3 separate regions of the Mus musculus genome follow, and regions 1 and 3 are each linked to region 2. A link is a contact called in public promoter capture Hi-C data. All regions are on one chromosome and are shown on one strand. The core of a region is the stretch at or near the end of the contact, and the rest is flanking DNA. Distances in the headings are between cores, read along the strand shown.

Region 1 (2,972 bases), core at 372-2,871, 3.3 Mb after region 2:
ACACTGGAAGAAACAATTTTGAGTGTGTTCCTTGCTTGTTTTTGGTGCCTCCTGAAGAAATTAACCTGATAATGGTTGAAGAGTAAAAAAATAGCCAGCTCTCCTATTTATAGTTTTAAGAAAACTTTGGGTTTCATTCTACTTGGGGCTTCTTCTTTTTCTCAGATCACCTGATACTACTTTGATTGCTTCTTCCACTCCAAGTGTTCTTGTCAAAATGTGCTATGCCTGTGCAAAGAGGATGTTAGAAGAGAATGAGTGTTAAGGACCCCCTTATCCCTGCACAGAAAGTATGAGAGCCATTAAGGTTGAGGTATTATGTCAGGGGTGAGAAGCACGCCAAGGGGCATTCTTCAGGTCAGTGTCCTCATTTTTGACTTTCACACTAAGTTATTGAAAAGGTAAATGATCTGGAAACACTCTTAGACAATGATCTGAACATTAAATTGCTTTTTCTTTTTCTTTTAGGCAAGAGGGAAAGTAGTTGAAAAAAAAAAAAAAGGCATGAAACAACTCCCATCCCCAATCACTTTGAATTGACAATTACAAACCACAAATCCAGTTTCAAGGGGTGTGCAGTTCTCATAAATCAGCCAAAAGCGTGAAGCCCCTCCTCAAGAACCAAGGCAATGCCCTTTGAAGAGTCCTTGTGTAAGTCAATTTAATGAAAAATCTATGTAGATGCATTAGTTCCATTCAGGATCCTTATATCACAGCTTCTTATCTCAGGCCCTGTAGTAGAGTTTGTGGAAGAACAGGGAAATGTAGTAGAGCTTGTGGAAGAACAGGGAAAGCTTATCACCGAGGGTAGGAATTCAGATCTAGCTGAACACAGTGAAGAGAAATTTAGGGATTTTAGCCAAATTATAAAGGACAGAACAGCAGAGTTGCAAATAGGGCTAGCTTTATGCTTGTCTTTTTTTTTTTTTTTTTTTTTTTTTTCTGAGACAGGGTTTCTCTGTGTAGCCCTGGCTGACCTGGAACTCACTCTGTAGACCAAGCTGGCCTCGAACTCAGAAATCCGCCTGCCTCTGTCTCCCATGTGCTGGGATTAAAGGCGTGAGCCACCAATGCCTGGCTAGCTTCATGTTTACACTTTGTGAAATCTCTCATTCATTTTATCTCTCTCTTGCCCTTCAGAGGAGAGCAAAGGCTGTTTTCAGATTGAGAACTGACTTAATTTGGAGCTGGAAGGTAGGGATGGAAGGGTGTCTCCAGGGCTCGTCCTGGGTTCAGAGTGGGAAGTGTTACTTTTCCCCTCCTTCCACAACCTCATTCCGGATGTGAATTGATTAGCAAGAGGGTAGAACATCGCCCTGTGTGGAACCCATCTTTTCTCCAAAGGCCACAGCCTAGGAAGCCACATCAAGAAGAGAACTAGAAAAATGGTCAGTCCCTGTTCCCTAGGAAAGGAAAAGCCACGTGACCCGGAGACAGGGCGAGGGAGCGACCCCGGAGCAACCGCGGTCCGGCTGGCTGCAGAGAAGAATTGCTGCGCGCAGTGACCAAGGGATTAGTGGCGAGACCGGCGGGAGCCAGAGCCTTCCGCCGTCCGGGTGCAGACCCTCAGTCTCTCTCCTAAGGCGCCGCCTCCCGCAGCCTGGGGCGGGGCTGGGGCGGAGCCAGGTTGGCCGCGCCAGGGAGGAGCAGGCGCGGGCGCGGGCGCGGGCTGATCGCTTGCTGAAGATTCTCTCTGCGTTTGCTGTCGCTGCAGCAGCGGACGACCTCCTTAGGGCCAGGCGTCCCAGCTAGGCAAGTCCAGTTGACCACTCGGTGTGCTTAACTGAGACCCAAGGTACGACTTCTTGGCGCGGTTAGCGCCGCTTTCCTGTTCGGGAGGTCCCGCTCCAGGCTCTTCGGACCCTCCTGGCGTCCTCGTTTGCGTCGGGAAGGGCGGCAGCGGCGCCCGGGCATGGCTTCGGCTGGCAGCGGCATGGAAGAGGTGCGAGTGTCGGTGCTGACCCCGCTCAAGCTGGTCGGGCTGGTGTGCATCTTCTTGGCGCTGTGTCTGGATCTGGGAGCTGTTCTGAGCCCGGCCTGGGTCACCGCGGACCACCAGTACTACCTGTCCCTGTGGGAGTCCTGCCGGAAACCCGCCAACCTGGATATCTGGCATTGCGAATCCACTCTCGGCAGCGGTGAGCGCCCCCACCCCACCTCCGGTGCCGCGCCCCTTGCTCCCGCGTGGCCATCCTGGGCTCCTCCGCTGCCACCGCCTCTCTGGGAGCCACCTCCCCCACTTTCCTTCGCTCCCCTCCCTGCCTCCTTGCCCTACCTTCTCGGCCCTTGGACCCCAGGACCCTCTTGCATGTGCCCCTCTCTCGAAGGGGTCCGGGTAGGCAAGACTCCAGAGACCTCCTACGCCCTCTACTCCTCCCTTGCTCATCCCTCCAGTTTTGGAGTAACACGTCTGCTATTTTGGGCAATTGTTATCATTGAGGGCGAGAACCATGTGGCTGTGTAAAAGACGCAATGCCTTCCACACCCCCGTTAGAAAAGAAATGGGTAAAACGCTCCAAATCTGTGTGGGTTCTCTGTTCCAACCCTCTAAGAGAAATTTGCCCAAGTTTTCCTGAAGGCCCACATTTCCCCCTATTCTATTTCACTTTACCTGGTGTATTGGCTAGGAACCCTGACTAAGACACCTGGCTTTTCCCGAGTGAATTTTCGTGTGTGTGTGTGTGTGTGTGTGTGTGTGTGTGTGTGTGTGTGTGTGTGTATTTCCCCTTTAAATTTTGGGGAGGGATACCGAGAGTCAGGAGAGACTGATGAATTTTCTTTCCTTTTTTGGCGACACCATTGTTGCTTCTGAGTTTCCTTTCTTTCACTCCCACAGTAAGAAACTCCCCTTTCTTCCACTCCGTTTTCTCTGAGCTAGTTACTCACAGTTGCCTGGAAAGTTCTGCTTCATTCAGCAAGCAGTGAAAATTGTGTGCGGATGGGAAACGGGGTAGAGTAGGCGGTAGCCATTG
Region 2 (2,714 bases), core at 197-2,696:
TCAAACATATAGAGGGCAGTCCCCATTCCCAGCACCCCATAACCAATCTGTGGTGGAGTGGGGCTCGGTTCCCAGCACTCAGAAAGAGGGGGAGGCGGAGAATGTGTAGTTTAAGGTCATCCTGGCTACACAGTGATGGAAAGGCCAGCCTAGAATACAACATGATACATAAATAAACGACATTCATTCAAGCAGCTCAGTTTCCCTCAAAAGTCAATCAAAAGCCAAGATGCAGCGAGTGTCAGCCAGCCTCCAAGAGGGAACCAGGATCAAACTTGCAAGCCCTTTTACCCACACACATTTTTTTTTTAACATCTCACCTGCTCAGCTGAGAAAGTGTTTATTGCCCCTCATCCTGGTCCTGAACCCTGACTTGACTTCCACACCAGGGTGAACACAGAAGCCTCTAGAATCTCTGCTCACAGCTGATCGGAGGACGCCAATCCCTCCCTCTGTCCTTCCTCCATCCTCCCGGAACACTTTCCTAATCATCAACACACCAGGCACAACTGTCCTAGTGACCAAGTTTGCTGAGAAGCCCGGGACTCCTGGGCTTCAGACTTGAGAAGCTGGCGCCCATGATTCGCAAGATCCTAGCCTCCCTCCCCAGTACTCCGGCACGTTTGGGGATCTACCGGCTTCCCTAGCAACTTTCGGGGTCACGAGGGTACCAAGTTTGAGCCACTAAAGAAAAAACGAGACCCAGGCACACAATAGATGCTGGGAAAACGTCCCCGAAGGGTCCCTTGGGGGTCACGCGTCCCTTCGAGTCCCGCCAGGGGTCTACAGTGCGGAGGCTGGATGCGATCCCGAGAAATCCTGGGCATGAGCGGGTGCGCAAGCGCCAGGGAGGCCGGGCGTGGTGTCCCAAGGGTGGCTAGCACCCCAGTAGGGAGCCTCCGAGTCCCTAAGGTGAAGTCACCCTCCTGAAAGCTCTGTGACGTGGGGCTGCCCCGTTTCCGGAGGCCCAGTAATGAGAGTGTGGGAGACAGAAATCTGAGGGTCGCTCCCAAGCCGCGTCCCCACACATAAGTTCTTACTCAGTTCTCACTCACCCACGGTGGCTATGGTGTCCCAATCTTGTAACGAGTGCCCCGCCTTCTGTGACGATGTCCTGGGTTTGGGGTCCGCGGCGGGCGCCGAGACCTTGGTCTTCACGGGGTCATGGTCTGGATCTTTTACGGTCGCCGCGGCACCAGCGGGCGGCTCCATGGGGCGGGGGACGCACGGTGTGACAGCGGCGCAATGGCAGTCTGTGCATCAGCAGTGGGCTCGCACGGGTGTTCCGGAGCCCGCGGCCGAGAGGACAATGGAAGCAAACTCAGCGGGTCTCAGAGCGATGGGAGGGGCTCATGGAAGTCGCCCGAGGGCTCCACGGACGCGCGTGGGGTCCGCGGGACCGGAGCCAACCGCAACCCTCTTCATTCCCGGCGGAAGCCGGCTGGGCGGCGACCGGCTTGTGACGGCGGGGGAGTGGGGTGTCTGGATGACGCGAGGGGGAAGAGCCTTCATCTCGCTCCGCCTTGTTGCGTAACCGACGGGGAGGAGCCCGGCGTTGGCCCAACCCTGCCTATTGTTACTCACCCGCGGGGCCCACGCCCATGGGATGTACCTGCACCAAAGTAAAAGTAATGGAGGGGGCTGCACTGGGGCCACGGGGTCCAGCTTGACACACACACACGCACGCACACCATGGGTCTCTCTCTCTCTCTCTCTCTCTCTCTCTCACACACACACACACACACACACACACACACACACACACACACACACACACCGCATGCCTGGTTCCTCCCCCTTGGCAGGAAGCGGGAAGGAAGAGGTGCAGGAACTTCCGGCTGCTGCTTGGATATTTACCAGCAGAGCCTTAGCAGTGGGTAAAGGCACCAGAAGGAGTCCGGGTTGGGCAGGGTTTCTCGGTTTCTCCTTAATCTCAGGGGATTGAACTCCTGGTGTTCTGTAGTCCCCGAGTGCCGCCCTCCCGAAAGCCCGGGCTCTCAGTGGCCCTGCAGCACCTGCTGATCCTGAGCCCTGGGGCTCCTGAGTAGACCGGGTTTCCAGGGACTTGTTATGCGGCTTCAAACAGGCCTGGGCTCGTAGGCAGTGCTGAGAACTGGGTGCTTCACAGACCGCAGCCACCACCTGCAAGGTGAGGGCGGTGTTTCCCTGAGCCTGGAATGCAAAGAATGTGGTCTCCCGGCTGCTCAGTGCATGCTCACTGCACTGCACCGCTCCTAGCTTTGAGGCACTGGGTCCTAGAAGACACAGGGCCAATAGGGCCCCAAGTCAGGAATGAAGTGGGGACCATCCATTCGGAACCAGTTGCCCCGATGATGCCCGTAGGTGGCAAGTACACTGACCTTGGCAACAAGAAAGTCTGCTGGCTGCTTTATTTATTATTATTTTTTTTTATTGTTTCACATTGAGAACATTTTCTCATTCAATAAACACATGCTAGGACCTGATACTCCACTAGTCAGAATGCACAGAGCCTGCTATTATTTTGAGTTTGGTTACACTATGACAAAACTGTAGCCTGATCCCAGACCTTAGTAGACCCCCAGACTTTATACAGCTGACTCCATGATGGAAGTATCATTCAGGTTATAACACTCAAAATGAAGACAGCGCCACCTACCAAAACTAAAAGACTAGTCCATCAAAGCCCTTAGTTCTGGGAAAGTTTCTAAATCTACTAAGCTTGCATTTTGGTT
Region 3 (3,149 bases), core at 495-2,994, 4.9 Mb before region 2:
GTTCAGGCTTAGGACTCATCCTTTTTCTCTGGGCACTGGATGCCATGGTTGTCTTCTTAAAATTAGAGGCCTTCACACAATATATAAACACAGAAGCACATTATTACAAGCCATAGTCCTTGTTTTATTTATGACAGCTCTAAACATACATATCTTTTTCAATGAGGTGTGCCATCGTTTGTAATGTACTTATGTCATTACGTAAACTTCCATGGGCCAGTGAGAATTCTTGCTGCCAAGCTTGATAACCTAAGTGGGAACCAGGACCCAGGCTTCAGTTGTCGTTGTCAAAGATGAAAAGGGAAACGATGCTTACATGGTAAAAGGAGAGAACTAACTCTTCCAAATTATTCTCTGACCGCCACACTCAGGCTAAAATGTGCTTCTCCACCAAGGAATAATAAGTGTAAAAACTAAAATAAAATTAACCCCAACTCTAAATGACAAATAGCACAAACCTCTGTGAAGAAAAAACTTTCTCTCAACTTAAAACTATTTCAATTTATATATGTCAGTTTTTACTAAGTTATAAAAAAAGAAATTGGCAATAATGAGGTTATTTTCTAATATAACTGTAAATTTGTCTTAATGTGATGTCTCATATGACTAAATTCAACTATATTTCATTGGGGAGCCACCAAATAGAAGAGAGTTTTTGTTTTAAAATAGTATATTACCATTTTCCTCCTTGTTCTTGTATAGATCAACATAGAGCAAGTGAATATATGAATATGAATTTCTAGTGTTAACATAGCCTTCATGAGAAGACATAACTCTGACCTCCACTGTCTTAAAGTTTATACTACAGAAAGTTCATGCAATTGTACCATTAATCCATGTGTCACTTTAGGAGATTCAATTTCAGTCATTTTTAAATCTAAAAAAGCATCATCAAAAGCTCTTTGAGAAACCAATTACAGTTATGGATGATCAACTGTATATGATTTCCGTACTCTCGGTTTTAGAAATGTACTTAAAACATCTACTTGTGGTGCCAGTTCCCAAGAACTCTGCTCCTCCAATTACTTATGCCTAAATTTGGCTAAATGTAAACTTACTAAGATAAAAATTATGCCGGTACAAAGTGATAAAAATCAAACCATTTGCACCTGCGTGCTTTCTCACAGCCTCTCCTGAAAGCGTTTGCGACCATCAGAACACAGTAAACCTCTTAGCACCAATGCATAAACTTTAACTGGGTGGCCGCGGCCAGGAGGCCTGAGTTTGACTGAGGCGGAAGTCTAAGGGAAGCAATAGAATGGTCACCCTGCTGTTTCCTGAAAGCCAGCGGAGGTCCAGAGGCAGTTTGTGCGGGGGTGGCTGAAGGTGACTTGGGCGAGGAGGGGGTAGTGGGAAAGAGCAGGCAAGGCAAGCTGCTGGCGGCTGTACTTTCTCTTCTACCCTTCCGGCACACAGCTCCAAGGAAGAACTAGTGCGTCAACGCCAAGAACCGTGCAAGAAAGGTAGCAAGGCTGCACCGAGGCCTAGGAAAGGACCGGGGACGCCGCGTGGGGTCCACCGAATCCCTAGCACTTACCATCACCCAACGGACTCTGCCACCGGTTGTTAAGGCAACGGCGTACTCGCAGCCTCAGCGGCGTTCCCACTGCTCCACGCGCGCACAGCCCGCTTCCCATTGGTTTGGGAACGAAGAGGTGGGGCTAACCTGGCAAAACTCGCCCAAGAGCAAGAGGGCGGTGCGTCGGCAGCCAAAGACTAGCCTCATTGGGCAAAATCATGCTGTGAGCGTCAATTGGTTGCGCCAGAGCCAAGCTAGACCAATCAACATTATGAAGGAAGCTCTGCTGATTGTGGGCTCATATCTATCAGTAGAAAAGGGTGGCGGGTGTTCAGCCAGACTTCTCTGGTTGCCGGTTGTCTGCAAGCTGAGGTCGATCATTTGAGTGTCTAAACCGGGTAAGAGTTGCGGGCTTGCCCTTAGAGGCTGCTGCGTGTGGGTGACAGAGCCTGGAGGAAGTAGGAGGGAATGGGTGGGACCCATTTTAAAACCGAGTTGGGGGACACAGAACATCTGAGGGGCCAGCAAGATATGACCAAATGGTTTGGAGGGGTGACTGTGCCAGGAGAAGCTGAGACCTCGAAACTGGAGTGGGCATGCTGAGTATTGTGTCAGTGGTTCACAGGGCTGGGGCTTAGAAACCCAATCCACATGAGGCTTTGTCTTTACATTAGCTCTACAAGAGTCACTTTAGCTCTCAGGGGAATGGGCTGGGGACTTTTAGATCTTCAAAACTCATCAAAATGTGTCCTGTTAGACGTACAGACACTCAAGTCACATGGGAAGGAGCATTCCTGAATGAGACTCCCTTGAAAGCAAAGCCACAGGAGTTTTGGAAGTATGGAATGTAAAGAGAATTAAAGGGCAAAGTGCACAACGGGTTGGGGCTACCTGGAGCTGTGCCAGGAGTAATGAAGGCCCAGGGTCGAACACAGATTCTATGTTCTACGTCCCTCAAAGCAAAGAAAATCAGTTTAGGGACTTTAAGGGCACAGTATCAGTCTCTCAAACTGAGAAAGGCCTGAGACTTAACAGCTCCCCATAAATGTAATATAGGCCCTTTGCCCTCTTTCCTTTAAGCCAGGAACCGGCTTCAAAACTTTTGTGTCTTGTTTGGCTCCTTTGTTCACTGCAGCAACAATCCCCCATATCCAGCCTCTGAGTTCTCACAGTTCCGTCCTTGAATTGTCCTCTGTTTTCTCTGTTCCTCCTCAGCCCTTCCTCAGCAGTATGAGCTGGAGTTCTCACCATAATCTGCAAAGCCTGCCATGAAATTCCTCCTTCTCCCATCACACCCACACTGTTCCCCCTCTGGCTCACTCTCACCCAGGGCACTATTTTTGCGGCTGATACATTCCTTCACTGACCTTACCCAGTCCCATGAACTTTTTAAAATTTTTTAGTATTTTGATTAATTCTTTGAGAAAATTTCACAGGTAGATATAATTTTTTTGTTTTGAGATAGGGTCTCACTCTGTAATTCTGGCTGACCTGGCACTCACTATGTAAACCAGGATGCCCTCAAACTTCACAGGGATCCATCTGCCACTGCCTCCTGAGTGCTTAGATTAAAGGTATGCACCAGCAAGCCTAGTATTGGTCTTCAGCTATTGTCACCTTCTCTGTAAAG

The links. Promoter capture Hi-C pulls out the DNA fragments that hold promoters and counts their contacts.
Region 1: a contact with region 2 is called in a promoter capture Hi-C map of cranial neural crest. The contact joins the promoter of Tmem47 here to the promoter of Prkx in region 2. A contact is called at or near these places in 1 of 39 promoter capture datasets (cranial neural crest) and 1 of 484 Hi-C or Micro-C datasets (cerebral cortex).
Region 3: a contact with region 2 is called in a promoter capture Hi-C map of pre-B cells. The contact joins the promoter of Nsdhl here to the promoter of Prkx in region 2. A contact is called at or near these places in 2 of 39 promoter capture datasets (cranial neural crest and pre-B cells).

Annotation. Positions count from the first base shown.
Region 1 is chrX:81,069,023-81,071,994 of GRCm38.p6, forward strand. Tmem47 (transmembrane protein 47) reads left to right here and starts at 1,622. Exons shown (of 3, transcript NM_138751.2): 1 at 1,622-2,138. The coding sequence starts at 1,913.
Region 2 is chrX:77,794,493-77,797,206 of GRCm38.p6, forward strand. It overlaps Prkx (protein kinase, X-linked), which reads right to left and starts at 1,447. Exons shown (of 9, transcript NM_016979.2): 1 at 1,056-1,447. The coding sequence starts at 1,212.
Region 3 is chrX:72,916,777-72,919,925 of GRCm38.p6, forward strand. It overlaps Nsdhl (NAD(P) dependent steroid dehydrogenase-like), which reads left to right and starts at 1,745. Exons shown (of 8, transcript NM_010941.3): 1 at 1,745-1,917. It overlaps Cetn2 (centrin 2), which reads right to left and starts at 1,568. Exons shown (of 5, transcript NM_019405.6): 1 at 1,538-1,568; 2 at 1-70. The coding sequence starts at 1,540.